2 separate regions of the Drosophila melanogaster genome follow, and region 2 is linked to region 1. A link is a contact called in public Hi-C data. All regions are on one chromosome and are shown on one strand. The core of a region is the stretch at or near the end of the contact, and the rest is flanking DNA. Distances in the headings are between cores, read along the strand shown. Region 1 holds the start of pan (pangolin). Region 2 holds the start of Arl4 (ADP ribosylation factor-like 4).

Evidence for each region. Hi-C and Micro-C count contacts between places; a contact is called where the count stands out from the background.
Region 2: a contact with region 1 is called in a Hi-C map of the Kc167 cell line, with 4 times the contacts expected there. The contact joins the promoter of Arl4 here to the promoter of pan in region 1. A contact is called at or near these places in 10 of 107 Hi-C or Micro-C datasets (the Clone 8 cell line, the Kc167 cell line, the ML-DmBG3-c2 cell line and 1 more).

The regions. Positions count from the first base shown.
Region 1 is chr4:65,755-72,830 of dm6, reverse strand. It overlaps pan (pangolin), which reads right to left and starts at 3,178. Exons shown (of 12, transcript NM_001258477.2): 1 at 2,850-3,178; 2 at 237-510; 3 at 1-14. The coding sequence starts at 401. It overlaps RpS3A (Ribosomal protein S3A), which reads left to right and starts at 5,624. Exons shown (of 4, transcript NM_001258475.2): 1 at 5,624-5,991; 2 at 6,093-6,726; 3 at 6,782-6,831. The coding sequence starts at 5,651. The coding sequence ends at 6,558.
Region 2 is chr4:176,451-183,439 of dm6, reverse strand. Arl4 (ADP ribosylation factor-like 4) reads left to right here and starts at 4,051. Exons shown (of 5, transcript NM_001258479.3): 1 at 4,051-4,179; 2 at 4,229-4,348; 3 at 4,406-4,503; 4 at 4,560-4,662; 5 at 5,448-6,092. The coding sequence starts at 4,111. The coding sequence ends at 5,999. lncRNA:CR46488 (long non-coding RNA:CR46488) reads left to right here and starts at 1,342. Exons shown (of 2, transcript NR_167882.1): 1 at 1,342-1,871; 2 at 1,924-2,911.

The DNA of each region.
Region 1 (7,076 bases), core at 1,929-4,428:
TTGTGACCCTTTTCCTATGTACAAAGAAAAAAACAAATTTTAACCATATTTATGTTCATATACGATGTAAACAAACATATTAGCAATATTCAAATCTTGGAATGATAAATTTATTAATGGAAAGCATTTGAAATTATATTTTTTCCAAATATGAAAAACAATTTTCAATCCAAAAACATATTGAAAAAGTAGAAAAGTTGTTTAGATTTGTGTGATTACTTAAATATCTTTATTACCTCACTTTCAGTTAAATCTATTAAGCTAGACTTTTCTTCAACTAATAAGTTCTCAGATGATATTTTTTCATCCTCGCGATCTCCTTCGTCTTTAAAAATCTTCACTTCATCAGTACTGCATAAATCATCTCCTGATGATCCATGCCTGCTGTGTGTATGAGGCATGATTTTGACGGTTAGGTCGTATTTACCTAAATTGCAAAAGTTACATAGACTCGAAAAACTTCTTTGCACTGCAGAATAATTAAATAATCCATACTCTATAAGGGCATATCTGAAATTAAATTAAAAATGTAAAATTTAATAAATGGCAACTGCTAACATAAATAGTGAAATATAGTGTATATATTAACTACACCCGGAATTGGTAGACTAAAATGGAAAATAAGATTCTCCACTACATGTCTTCAAATCCAAATAATATATATATTATAAAATCTGTCAATGAATAAGAGTTTTGTAAAATTCTTAATTGCCACTGGGTGGAGATCGTGTTAAGTCTGGAATGCAGCAGCTTTGCTGCTTGGATTTTTATAAATACTGCTTAAACAATGTAGCGGTTAGTCGCAGGAATCCTGACAAAGAGCTGATTTCACACCAAATACATTTTATACAATGTTTTAATACATTCAAGTTGCGTTACAACTAGATTTTCTAAAGTATTAACAAATATTATTCAAATGCGTCGAAACAAAGGAGAAATAGTGGATGCGGGTAATCACCGCAGGGTGATTAGGTAAGTCGAAGTCGATTTCCACGACTTTCAGATATCCATTACTTAGCTAGTAAGAACGCTTGGTATTTATTTATTTATAAGTGGAATAAAAAACTTTTCAAAATTTGGCAACCTTTTGTGAGTATGAATAACTAATATGGAAAACAAATATGTAACAAATTTGGCGTAACCAAGCTTAAATTATTTAACTTATCATTATTTTCGATAAGTTCTAAAAATAGTTTAAGTAGTAGTTTAGTTTACAAATACTTTTAGAAGTGATAGTTTCTTTTTCCCAATGATGATAGAATATATATATATATAAATATAAGATATATATAAAAAAAAGCATTTTTAAAAGTGTTAGTGTTGTTTTGGCGTTAGAGTGGGCGTGGAAACATAGAGAGATTCCAGAAACTGCATGATCAACTTTATGCGGACAGTCAGGCAGGATATATAATAATATAACACAGCCGTACAATAATTATATTGATAGGTTCCAAAAAGTCGTTTAAAAACGATTTAGAGGTTGAGTTGGATTTGGAAATAGGGAACCGATTCACAGAACATTTATATTTTTTATTCTAAAGTAGTCACGCCAGTAATAGCGAGGTCTATCTTGTTCATCGTTTTAACATTTGTGGATATTATATTATTGTATTAATTTGTGGATATTATTACGTGCACAGTAATAATTAATGAGGTGAGGTCTATATTTTTTGAACTTGTATATATTATAACCTCTCCGAAAATGAAGAAGTCGTTTAAGTAAAATATACATTTTTTTACTCAATTTCTAAAGTCCAATCTTAACAACACTTTTATTCTGATGAAATATTGCTCGGATATGACGGATTATTTTAAATGAAAAAGTTGTATTAGAATAGGAATTTTCGTGTCTTTAAAAGCGTAGTGCAACAATTTTAATAAGTAACTAATAACTATACACATAAAAAATGTAGGTGTTATCATAATATTATTTTGTTAATTTCTTTAAGGTCTTGCAATTTACACAACAATGCATGCGGTTTAAAAATGCTTTTTATGTGTGTTCTCCATCTTCACACCTTTCCACAAAAAAAGGGCTGTAGTTACTAGAAATCTTCATTTCACAAAAAAAAAATAAATAAAAAAAAATAACCTTGCCCTTGCATTTTATTTAAAATAAAAGTTGTATCGACCTGCAAGGACAAATTCTTACTCACTTTTCTCGGAACTAAATGATTAGCAAAATGGAAAAGCGTATGTAAAATATACATACATAGCGATTTGTCACATTTCGGCTTTGGAGGCACGGCGATTTATTCATTACCTGACTGGGCCGTCGGAGATTTGAACTAAACGGATAGGTAGGCAGAACGCGCTGAGGCAAATAGCTAACTACATACTAGTTTAAGGTAACAACTTTGTCGACGCCGACAGCGGCAATAGCAAAAACAAAGCAGAATACGCATCGGCTCAAGACTAATGACACAACGAGTTTCTATTTAGAAACAAGATTGTGGTGTATCAACAGGTAGAGACGAAAACGACAGAGTCTAAACAAAAATATATGCGTAAAACAGAATACAGAAAACTGTATTTTCAGCAAATAAATAAACAAACATCAGGGTGTGTGTGAGTACTGTCGGCTCTCTGCATTCGAAGCAGAGGATCCAATGCCGTGTTTACATATACATGCATAGTTACACGTATACATATATCTATCTGATGAGTATCTACATATATGAACACGACAATGTGGTGTTAACTTTATATTTAAGTTATTAAAACAGAAAATCGGATCTGAAATTAAAATGTTCCCTGAAGAGCGAAAAAGTGCGCACGTTTGACTTTATTGTATAACTTGACCGATGACTGTGGATGTTATTATATTGAACTTAAGCAGGGACACTTACAGTGATGATTTGATTAAACAATCCGAGAGATTAGAGCAGTAAAATTTGAATCCTTTATACGTTAGTTTACTGAAAAGCTATCCACAAAGCCACAAATTTGCAGCAAACTTTTCTGTTATTAAGCACACTTACATGTGAGAAAAATACTAATTGAAAAAGGTTTCACAGTTAAAGGCATACACGCATTAATTAATCAGACACAATATTTTTGTATGTCATACATACATACGTATACTTTTTATCAACACACTTGCACGAGAATTCATTCTTGGGCCAGTCAACGAGTACCGAACGCAGCTTTGATCGCTGCTCTGCCAGCACACGAATGCCGATAAACACTCATATATATATTTGTTTTTGGCTGACATACACTTATACTAACACAGGAAGTTATATATGTTGCATATATGTATATTTATTCATCAAAGCACAATTGGGTGCACCCGCGACGGTAAGGTGATATATTTACACATTTTGTACTTTAAATCAGGCGCATAATTAATTTATACTGAAACAGGCACAAAACAAAGAATGGTACTCTAAAATAATTCCCGGTTCAAAATGTTATCAGATTTAAAACGCCGTACCACGTCTGCGTTGATCGAATTTTTTTTAAATTAGTGCTGGAATAACGACGATGGCAACTGTCGATAAGCAGGCGTGCATCGATGTTCTGCCGCGACAATTCTCGATATTTTGCTTATATCGAATGGCTCGATTAGCATTAAATAATCAAAAAAAATTATAACAAGAATTTTCATTTTTAACTTTTCAATGTTTGTTAGATGTTAAAACACAATAATAAGATTTTTTATTATTTTGGTTCGCTTAAGCTAAAGGTCGATATATTCATTTAAACTCCTAATAGCGGTTTGGGGTCATGCTTAGTTTTTAGAATGGATTATGTACATGATAAACTCATGCAGTTTTCACCCATACGCTACAATTTAAAGATATCGTATTTCGCTAATCACTGAACTTGTCGGGCATTGCCATCCTAATTTTAAAGTTTGGTTGTCGATTAACATTGTACAAATTACATCTCAAGATGGCTGCTCTTGATACGTGCAGATTTCAGAATGATACTTCGAAAATTCACCTCTCGGTGTATGTAGAATTCAGGATGGTAGTTCTTCATATGTGCATAAATCGTATGGCAGCTCCCGATATGTACAAATATCAGGATGGTAAGTTTCAAAATGTGCAAAAATCGGAAGGCACCTCCCGTGATGTGGGAGTTGCCAGGTGGCAACTCATGATATGTATAGGTGTATTTCCCATTAAACGGGCCAGCATTTGACCATTTGACCAGCATTGCCAAGCGTATTTCACCGATCCACGTCATTTTTAAAATAATCGAAATCGAAATGCGAGACCGTTTCTGAACTAGCAGTTGCCTAGCATCCTCCTAAAATTCATGAAGTTATATTGTATGGTGTGCCCCAATACAAAAATTAAAAACATTTATCAATCTTTCTTCATTTTAATTATAAAAATGTATTTAAAAACACTTGGGCCTGTTCCAATTTAACTGTGATGTTATTGATAATGGTAAACGATATCATATGATACGCACACTTTTAAAATTTGCCTTGGACCCAATTAAAAAAACTGACCGCAAGGCGGGATGATCTCGACGCCGAGATATAATGGAATCAAATTAGGCATGCAGATTCAGTTTGTTAAAAATATTTGGATGTTTGGAGAACACGCATAATAAAAAAAAGAGATCAATTTCGTACGCCCATAACTTCTGTAATGAAGCTGTAGTTCTACGTATTTTGGAAAGACCCTATGGCTTAGCCGGTCTCGAGCAACAGCATAGATATATTAGCTTTATACAAAATCATTTAAATGCTTAATTTTGTTCACTTAATTTTTAAAATTTATTTTTTTTTTTATTTATTTTGCTTTATACTAAAAAAAAAAGTCAAAAATAGTAAAATAAAACAAAATTAAGACATTTTACAAAATGATTTTTTTTTATAATTCTTGGCTCGTATCGAATAATTTCAGGATAATGAGACGTTCTTTGCTTACAAAAAAATTGGAATGGAAGATTAAAAATAATAAAATGCAAATATGAATTTACCCAAAACATTTATTCACTGCGTTTATATTTTTCTTATATATTTTTACCGTCTATGATGAAAATTAGTCGTGAGAAGTGAACCAACGCCGGCTGCATTTGTGGCGATGGTCAATAAACGTGACCAAAATACATATTGTTTCCGCTTCTATTACGAGTGACAGAAATGGTAACAATTAAAAAACTAACAAAACATAGAATTGTTTTAATGAAATTTAATTTTTATCAAGATTAGGCGTCAAATATAATAATTAAACCCCATATTAGAAATTAACTAAAACTATAATATAGAAATAATAGCTAGAGCAAAAAACAGCTTAGAACGGCTGATGCTCTTCTATTTTTTGTTATGTATTACAGTTACAAATTTGTTGGTCACGACATTTACTCTTTACTGTTTTCTGTTTATATTTTATTAAACTACAAGCGTAACTGTTCCTTTAAGGTATATTTTACAAGGATTTCGTAGTTTGTACTTCCCATAATACAAGTTGTAGATATATCCTTTGGCTCACTAAAAAGTAATCGTGTACACAGTGCTCCAAAAAATTTTCGGAACGCAGCACAATGAGAAAGCGATATAACACGGACATATTACTGCATACAGGTCTCAAATTATAAAATGACACTCGTGGCCTTTACCAACACTGGTTTCCTTTTTTCCACATACGTCGTCAACGTGATTCGACCTTTTCCGGTTTATTAGTTGAACATGGCAGTCGGCAAAAATAAAGGTCTTTCCAAGGGTGGTAAGAAGGGCGGTAAGAAGAAGGTGGTGGACCCGTTTTCTCGCAAGGACTGGTACGATGTCAAAGCTCCGAATATGTTTCAAACCCGTCAAATCGGTAAAACACTTGTAAACCGCACCCAGGGTCAAAGAATAGCATCGGATTATTTGAAGGGTCGCGTTTTCGAAGTGTCTTTAGCAGACTTGCAAAAGGATATTGATCCAGAACGTTCTTTTCGCAAGTTCCGTCTTATTGCAGAAGATGTTCAAGACCGTAATGTGCTCTGTAACTTTCACGGAATGGACTTGACTACGGACAAGTACAGGTTAGTAAACGTCTATAATGCACAAGTCTCGACTTTATATTTGTAAATGTGCACTTGCATGTATAAATGTAAATGCTTACTAACATTTCAATATTGTTTAGGTCGATGGTTAAAAAGTGGCAAACACTAATTGAAGCTATTGTCGAAGCAAAGACTGTAGATGGGTACCTCTTGCGAGTGTTTTGTATCGGATTTACTGCCAAGGATCAGCAGTCTCAGCGCAAAACATGTTATGCTCAGCAATCGCAAGTCCGAAAGATTCGTGCTCGCATGACCGACATTATTACTAATGAAGTTAGTGGTGCCGATCTAAAGCAGCTTGTTAACAAGCTGGCCTTGGACTCGATTGCGAAAGATATCGAAAAAAGCTGTCAGCGCATATATCCATTACATGATGTTTACATTCGTAAAGTAAAGGTATTGAAGAAACCGCGCTTCGATGTCTCAAAGCTTCTGGAATTGCATGGCGATGGCGGTGGCAAATCCGTGGAAGCCGTTGTTTCATCCGAGGGAGCCGTAATCGACCGCCCTGAAGGTTATGAGCCCCCAGTACAGGAAGCTGTTTAAATTAAATATGAAATGCATATTTTTTTATGTATTGCATTCAAACATAAAATACATTTCTCTACAAATTGCATAAACTATTTTCTTGGCTTGTTATATTAGTTTGTGGGCCTTTGGGAAGTCTTTCGTCTTTTAGGCATATGTTTGTTCCAGCCGTCCATCCTGAATGTGGTATGTAAATCTAACATTTTTATGCTAAGCCTCCACTTACTTGTATATTATATAGGCTACGTTTCGTAACGATCGAGGTGTATACAAAGAAGCCGAAATTCACAGGTATGTAAAGCATTTAATTTATAAATTCCAATGAGAATTAAAACGTGCAATACAGAAGCCAATTTCTTATAATTTCTTTGTCTTTAAACTTAAATTATTTAGATTGCTTTCCTATTAAAAAAAAAAACATTTTTAGCTTTTTTTTTTCGAAAATTTGAACAAATTTTTTTATATTTTCTTTAAAACATTAATCCCTTTAACTTTTTTACAAAAGTATATTTATATTACAGGCTACATATAAGTCA
Region 2 (6,989 bases), core at 2,802-5,301, 110 kb before region 1:
AAAATTCATGTTTTGCATTGCCTTAACGTTATTATTATTTGAAAATAGATTAGAAATAGCCAAAACTATGTACATATTATCACAAAATAAATTTCAAAAATGACTTTATATAAGAATATTTGTCATTAGAGTATTCATCTTGCGGCGTGTGAAAAATTAATAAGGCAATGATTGTTGAGTGCTTGTGTCCGTACTTCGTGACTCAAGATATGACCAAAGCAAAGACACTAGAATAATTCTAGTGTCTTTCATACGACTTTTGCAATAAACAGTTATCATATTTTTATTTATTTTATAAATTTATATTTTCTACTTCGTATTATTTTTATGAAATATTTATTTCTCAACGTAATGTCTTCTTTTTTTTGTACTTCCTTTAAATATTTAGTATATTTATTAAGTCATTTGACTTAATATGATGTAACATTAACATTAAAAGTGTTCAAAAAAAAATATTTCGCTTTTAAAAAAATTTTTAGATGAGAGACAACTTAGAATTGAACATAAATATAAATGTGTAAACGGTAGCTAATTCGAGCGGCGATTTTAACAAACGAATTTAAAAAGCTTTTAAATTATAATAGTCAGGGCTCGAATTTTTAAAAATTATTTTATTTTATCATATTGCTAGGAAATTGGCAAAAACTACCCTAATATGTACAATGTAAATTCGTTTCTTCGATCAAAATTGATTTCCGCCCGAAAATCGTCTTCTAGCACAACACGCACCCATATTCGCGTTCTCGAAAGCAATTTTTGCCGTCACCAAAAAAGTGGCTGTATAGAGCCAAATCAATGTATGGCCGTTACGCATCTTGTTATTCTAGTGTCTTTGGTAAAAACCTTAAAATTGAATGCACTTGCTTGTGTCTGTTAATTCAATAATCGAGTGTGTATGCGTGCGTACTTGTGCAAGAAGGCAATTTTCGGGGCGAAATCAATTTTGATCTATGAAACGAAGTTAATTACTTAGAGTTTTGTATAATTTCGTTGCAAAATGATCTACTAAAATATTATTTAAAAACTTATGCCTTGACTATTATTTTTTTAAAGAAGTGGTTTTTATTAATTAACATTTACATTTTTATATTTATGTTTATAATGAATAATGTGTAAAACGGCACATACGACAATTTTTAACAGGGGACAGGTGAGCAGCATCTTTTACAGAATTAAAATTAAGTTCATCATTATTTAAATAATGTTGCGATCTTAAATTTCTTATAGCTTTTGTACTTAGCTTTTAAAACATACGTTTTCCAAAAAAAAAAGAAATTACGTTCTAAAAATATATTTAATAAAAACAATCTAAACGTACAATGATCAAAGGTAATATTTATAAAATAAATAAAATATGCAACCTTTATATTGAAAAATTGATTTCTTTAGGTACTGAAGCTGAATACTGTAATGAATATTAATCCAATACAGTCATTTATGAAATTTATTATATGATATTTTGTACATACCCTGCAGTTCCACAAGTCATCGGCTCCGCCAGCAAAGCCAACTGTTTCGGCTGCAGAGCCGACGCTCTCCCGACTATCGATGATATTCCAAATAAATTCATTTCTGTTTTGTTTCTTGTCGACTGCTAACCAGACGCTCTCAGTCGCCGAGCGCATAGGTGTCGTAAGAAGCGGAACATGCAAAGACATTATATGTATCTTGTTTGAAGGGAGGGGGACGAGTAATAGGGAAATAACAATAATAGCTAGATTTTTGTGACAAGTAGACGAGATTTTAATTGAGTGCCAGTGTTTATAAAAATGGTAGTGTTTTCGAATTTAATTCAATAATCCAGGCAATTCCATCAATGGATTCATTTTACAAGCAACAACGCGTCCTACTCCCTGAAGAGATCATTTAAGGTACATTTTTCGTAATACATTGTTGTATACATAATATAAATAATATATTTAGCTTTAAGGTTAATCGGACATGTGGACCCCATATTCCAACTCAACTAAAAAGAAAGTGGCCCTAACTCCGAAGGACAACAAGACGCATTTTATATTTATTTGTAATATTATTTAAATAATAAACAAAATTTAAAAAAAAAATTATCACTTCAAAAAGGGGTTAGGATTAAATGAATAAACAGCGGTGAAAAAGCGAAGAATACACCGATGATTTACCGTTTTAAATACGCTTAAAAAGCGGTGATTAAAAGCGATGATTTTGCGCTTTTTCAGCGGTGTTTGTGCGAATTTTTTCATAGCGGTGACTGCCAATGTTTAAAACATCGCCGATTTTCATACAAAGCGCTCTTTATCGCTCTTAAGCGGTGATTCATCGGTGGGCGGAAATGCAGGGTAGATTCGGCTATTACTTTTTCTATGCTATATTCTTTTATTATCATGTAAGGGTAATGAAAAACCAGAATTTTTTACATGGTGCCAATTGATTAAAAGTAAAATACACTTAAAATCTAAGAACTTGTAAAGTGAAAATAAATCAAATATACAATGCATACAGTTGTCGAGTGTCAATGTATGCGTATAAGAAAGCTGCCACAGGCGGAAGTGTTCCGACTGTCGTTTGCCCGTTACTAGCTAGTGTGAATGCGAACCAGAAATTTCATCATTTTTCTGGGATATCGATAGATATTGAGGAATAAATGAGAAAACAATTCAACATTTTTTTAAAAGTGTAGAGGTTTTGTTGGTGGGCGTGGCAATAAGTTATTACAATACAATATACAATTTTTCAAAAATGTGGGCCAGCCAGTCTTGGGCGGCTTCAGACTTTAGACTCACAGGACTAATAAAATTATGAAAAAATGTTAAACCTGGGTTTAACGCGGCGATGCAGTTTTGTGCGGTTTTCGGGCGTTTGAGTATGCTTGATAATCAAAACAAGACTAATGAAATTATGAAAACATCGAAAAGTGGTTCAAATCTGTGGGCTTGGCAGTTTTGTGCGGTTTGTGGGCTTTAGAGTGAGTGTGTCAACATGGGTCAACAAACTTGCGCTGCGTCAATGTCTCTATAATCTGTATGCTGAATCTCAATCTTCTAGCTTCTATAGTTCCTGAGATCTCGACGTTCATACGGACAGACGGACATGTCCAGATCGACTCAGCTATTGATCCTGTTCAAGAATGTACATTATATATGTATATAATTTATATGGGCTTTCTTCTGCCTGTTACATACTTTCAACGAATTTAGTATACCCTTATACTCCATGAGTAACGGCTATAAATATATATCAAAAATGTATATATGTATACAAACTAATATTGAAGGCCTTAGCAAGACTTCTAACACACCAGAAAACAATGACGAGAATTGCATAAACATGCAAAAATTCGATGAGCTTCGGTTATTATGTGTGCAATACTTGCTTTTTACAAGTTCCGGTCAGAATTATAGTTTGAGGCTATATGAGAATACACAGCGTACGCACTTTAACCCTTTTCATATATTCTATAGACGACTATGGTTTTTATAAAAAAAATTTAAACACAAATGTATGAAACTCTAAATAATTGGATTGTTGTCCTGTTGTTCATTTGTGAAAATTGGTCTATCCACTTTCAATTGATCTTTGCTTGTAGGCAATAACCGCTGACGAAACAGTTCGATGGCTATTCAAAATCTTGTAATGCCTAAGCTTGACCATATCAGAAAGTTCAATTACAATCGAAACTCAAAACATCGACAATAGACCTAATTAACAGAAGTATTTGAAATTGATCACATATATTATTAGATTACTATAAAATCTGGATTTTGAACTTAAATAGACTTTAAGATAATTAAGATGTTGGATAATTGAAATATGTATATTCTTAACCAAATGTTTGCTTTACTTCACTATTAACAACAAAGCACTTAAAATGTATCTAAAAACAAAACAAATATTCAACGACACAACTGCTTTGGAAATGTATGCTCACCTAGTGCAAGCGGGCATTCGATATAAGCAACGTAATCGAAACAACTTACAGTACTCTTGTTCTAGGGTTCCATAATTGGAGCATAGTGTGAGCGAAGTGTAATTTAAGCTACATCAAATTATTTAATCGGTAACAGTGTGTTATCGAATTAAACGAAAATATAATGAAGTAGGAGTAATGTAAAATCGACAATATTTCATTGAAGAATGGGTGCTACAATGGTAAAACCGTTGGTAAAAAATGGAAATATTTTGGATGCACTGCCATCACAGGTAGTATAATGACAAATTTCAAGGATATACAAACAAAATAATTTTTTTTAAGGCAACTCTACATGTAGTTATGTTAGGTTTGGATTCTGCGGGAAAAACAACGGCTTTATACAGACTTAAGTTTGATCAATACTTAAACACAGTGCCAACTATTGGATTTAATTGTGAAAAGGTATGTGTTTTAAAGATTCAGCTTCATTGGGTTCTTAAGCGAAATTTAAATTATTAGGTACAATGTACCCTTGGCAAAGCAAAAGGAGTTCATTTTTTGGTTTGGGATGTCGGAGGACAAGAAAAATTGAGACCACTTTGGAGAAGTTATACACGGTATTACATTTCAAATTAATTTAATTGATGTTAAAGGTTTATTAAATCACTTTTAGTTGCACTGATGGCATTTTGTTTGTTATTGATTCTGTTGATACAGAAAGAATGGAAGAAGCTAAGATGGAATTAATGCGTACCGCTAAATGTCCTGATAACCAGGTAAGAAATAACGAACATTTTGTAATTCATCCCTGCGTAAAAGAACAAACCTGCGATTTGTTCTATATTACATCAGAATAATAACGTACTGTTAAGTTAGTTTAGTTTATCAGATTCTCTAAATGTTAGTGTGTCATTCACGTCTTATACACAATGTGATTTAAATTTAAAATCAAAACAACTTATTTATTTATTAACGTAAAAAAATGAAAGGAGTGTTGTTGGACATTTTTAGCTTAATAATATTACAAAAACCAAAAAAACTTCCATATGGTTTTCATCAAAAGTCATTATACACCTCATTTTGTTGACTTCATTAAGTCGGCTTGGCTTGGAAGAAACTAAAGTTACCAAATAGGATTGGTCCACTTCCACCCACTTCTTACATAGAGCCGCTTCTAAATGTAATTTGTCGCCTATTTCCTTCCACCATTAAGTTATGCTCCAATGTATTCCACAAGTGTTCATTAAAGCCGTGTTCTTTGGGTCATTGTCCTGATAAAAGTAAAATGAAACAATTCCAAAACGATCTGTGCTCTGCTTCAGATTTATCTTTAGGATGTAAATGTACATTTTGTGTAAATTGTGTACATTGTGGTTTCGCACTTTCCTAACGCGTTTCGTTGGTACATGCAGTGGCATCCATCGTAATTTCAGCGTTTTATTTCTTTACGTATTGACATACTATGTTAATATTAATATAATAATAATATAATAATATAATATTAATATCTAATTAAAAGTAAATGTGAAACTTAAACCGATAATTTTTGTTTATTTTAAAGGGTGTTCCCGTTCTGATACTAGCAAATAAACAGGATCTGCCCAACGCTTGTGGTGCAATGGAACTGGAAAAACTTTTAGGACTGAACGAACTTTACAACCCGGTGCCTAATATATCAATGCCCTCTAGTTCCGACTCTTCTCCCACAATTAATTTAATTGGCTGTAGAGTTTCAAACCAAAGTATTACAGATAAATCTTTAGAAGAGAAAAAAGAGAGTCATCTGCATTCGTCTATGATTCACATAAAACCTGCACTTGAAAGTAAAGACCACAATTCCACGTTAAGCGGAGGAGCCTTGACAGCTTTTATATATCCGCAATCTCACAACAATTCTGCTGTACTGGATCAAAAAAACCCACAAGATGTTAAAAATGGTTTTCATAACAAAAAGATGAACAGGTCTTCATCAAATTCTGTGCAATTTAGGGGGTGGTATATACAGCCAACCTGTGCTATAACTGGTGAGGGTCTCCAAGAAGGTTTGGACGCTCTGTATGATATGATTTTAAAACGCCGAAAAATTAATAAGTCAAATAAAAGAAATCTGTAGCATAAATAATCGAACACAGTTTGGAAGTCTATCAGTGTTTTCAAATTTACTCATTTTAGCACAATTAAATAAATAAATAAAAACACAAATAATTGACGTTTTATTAGAATATAACTAAACTTTTTAAATTCACTGGTCGGTAACTTTACGGTAATGCGTTTAAAGCTAACATAATTAATAACAAGAGTTTTCAATAATGTTGACTAGCCTAGATCAAATTGATTCGATTAAAACCACATTTTAATTTTATTACCAAAAGCTTAAAAACTTTTTTAGTTTATTATACATTAAATTGTCAGAGCTTGCAATCTTATTCGGCGGTTACGAAATACACAACTATTTGTTGACTTCTATCTCCACGAATTACACTTACACTCAAGGTAAACAGAAAAATTAAATGCACCCATTCCTTGATCAACAGGTTTCGTATTTTTCGCTTTGGATTACTGCTGAGCGCTTTACGTTAAGAAGTTCGTTAGATGCTATTTTATGCGAGTGCCGCTTGCACAGCATCTTACTAAAAGTTTTTTTTGTTTTTTTAATGCATATACCCTTTTGGGTCTTTGGGAGCTATTAATGTTGTTGTTTCGTAATTCCGTCGTGAATTTTGCGATGAATTGGTAAAATGTGATAGGGATAACTATTTTTTTTTAATGAAAAAATAAATTTTAAATATGATAAAGTAAGTTTTAAAATTTTAAAAAGACGTACATAATATGGAAGTAAAATGTTAGCTAACACCTATTTTGAGACCGCGTGAATAGGTCAACCAGTTATTTGTGGGCTTAGCATTTTGTGCCATCAACAAAGGGTCCCCTGTGTTTGATTTACGTGCAAAAGGAAAGTGACAGATCAGACCAAAAGACCCAAACACTGAACCAGAGGTATAAATATGCATGTGTTCGATATTAAAATTGGCTTAATTGTTTGCACCAATAGCAAAAGTGTTCCCAAAATCTCGTTGGGAAGCTGCATAGTTGCATAGTAACC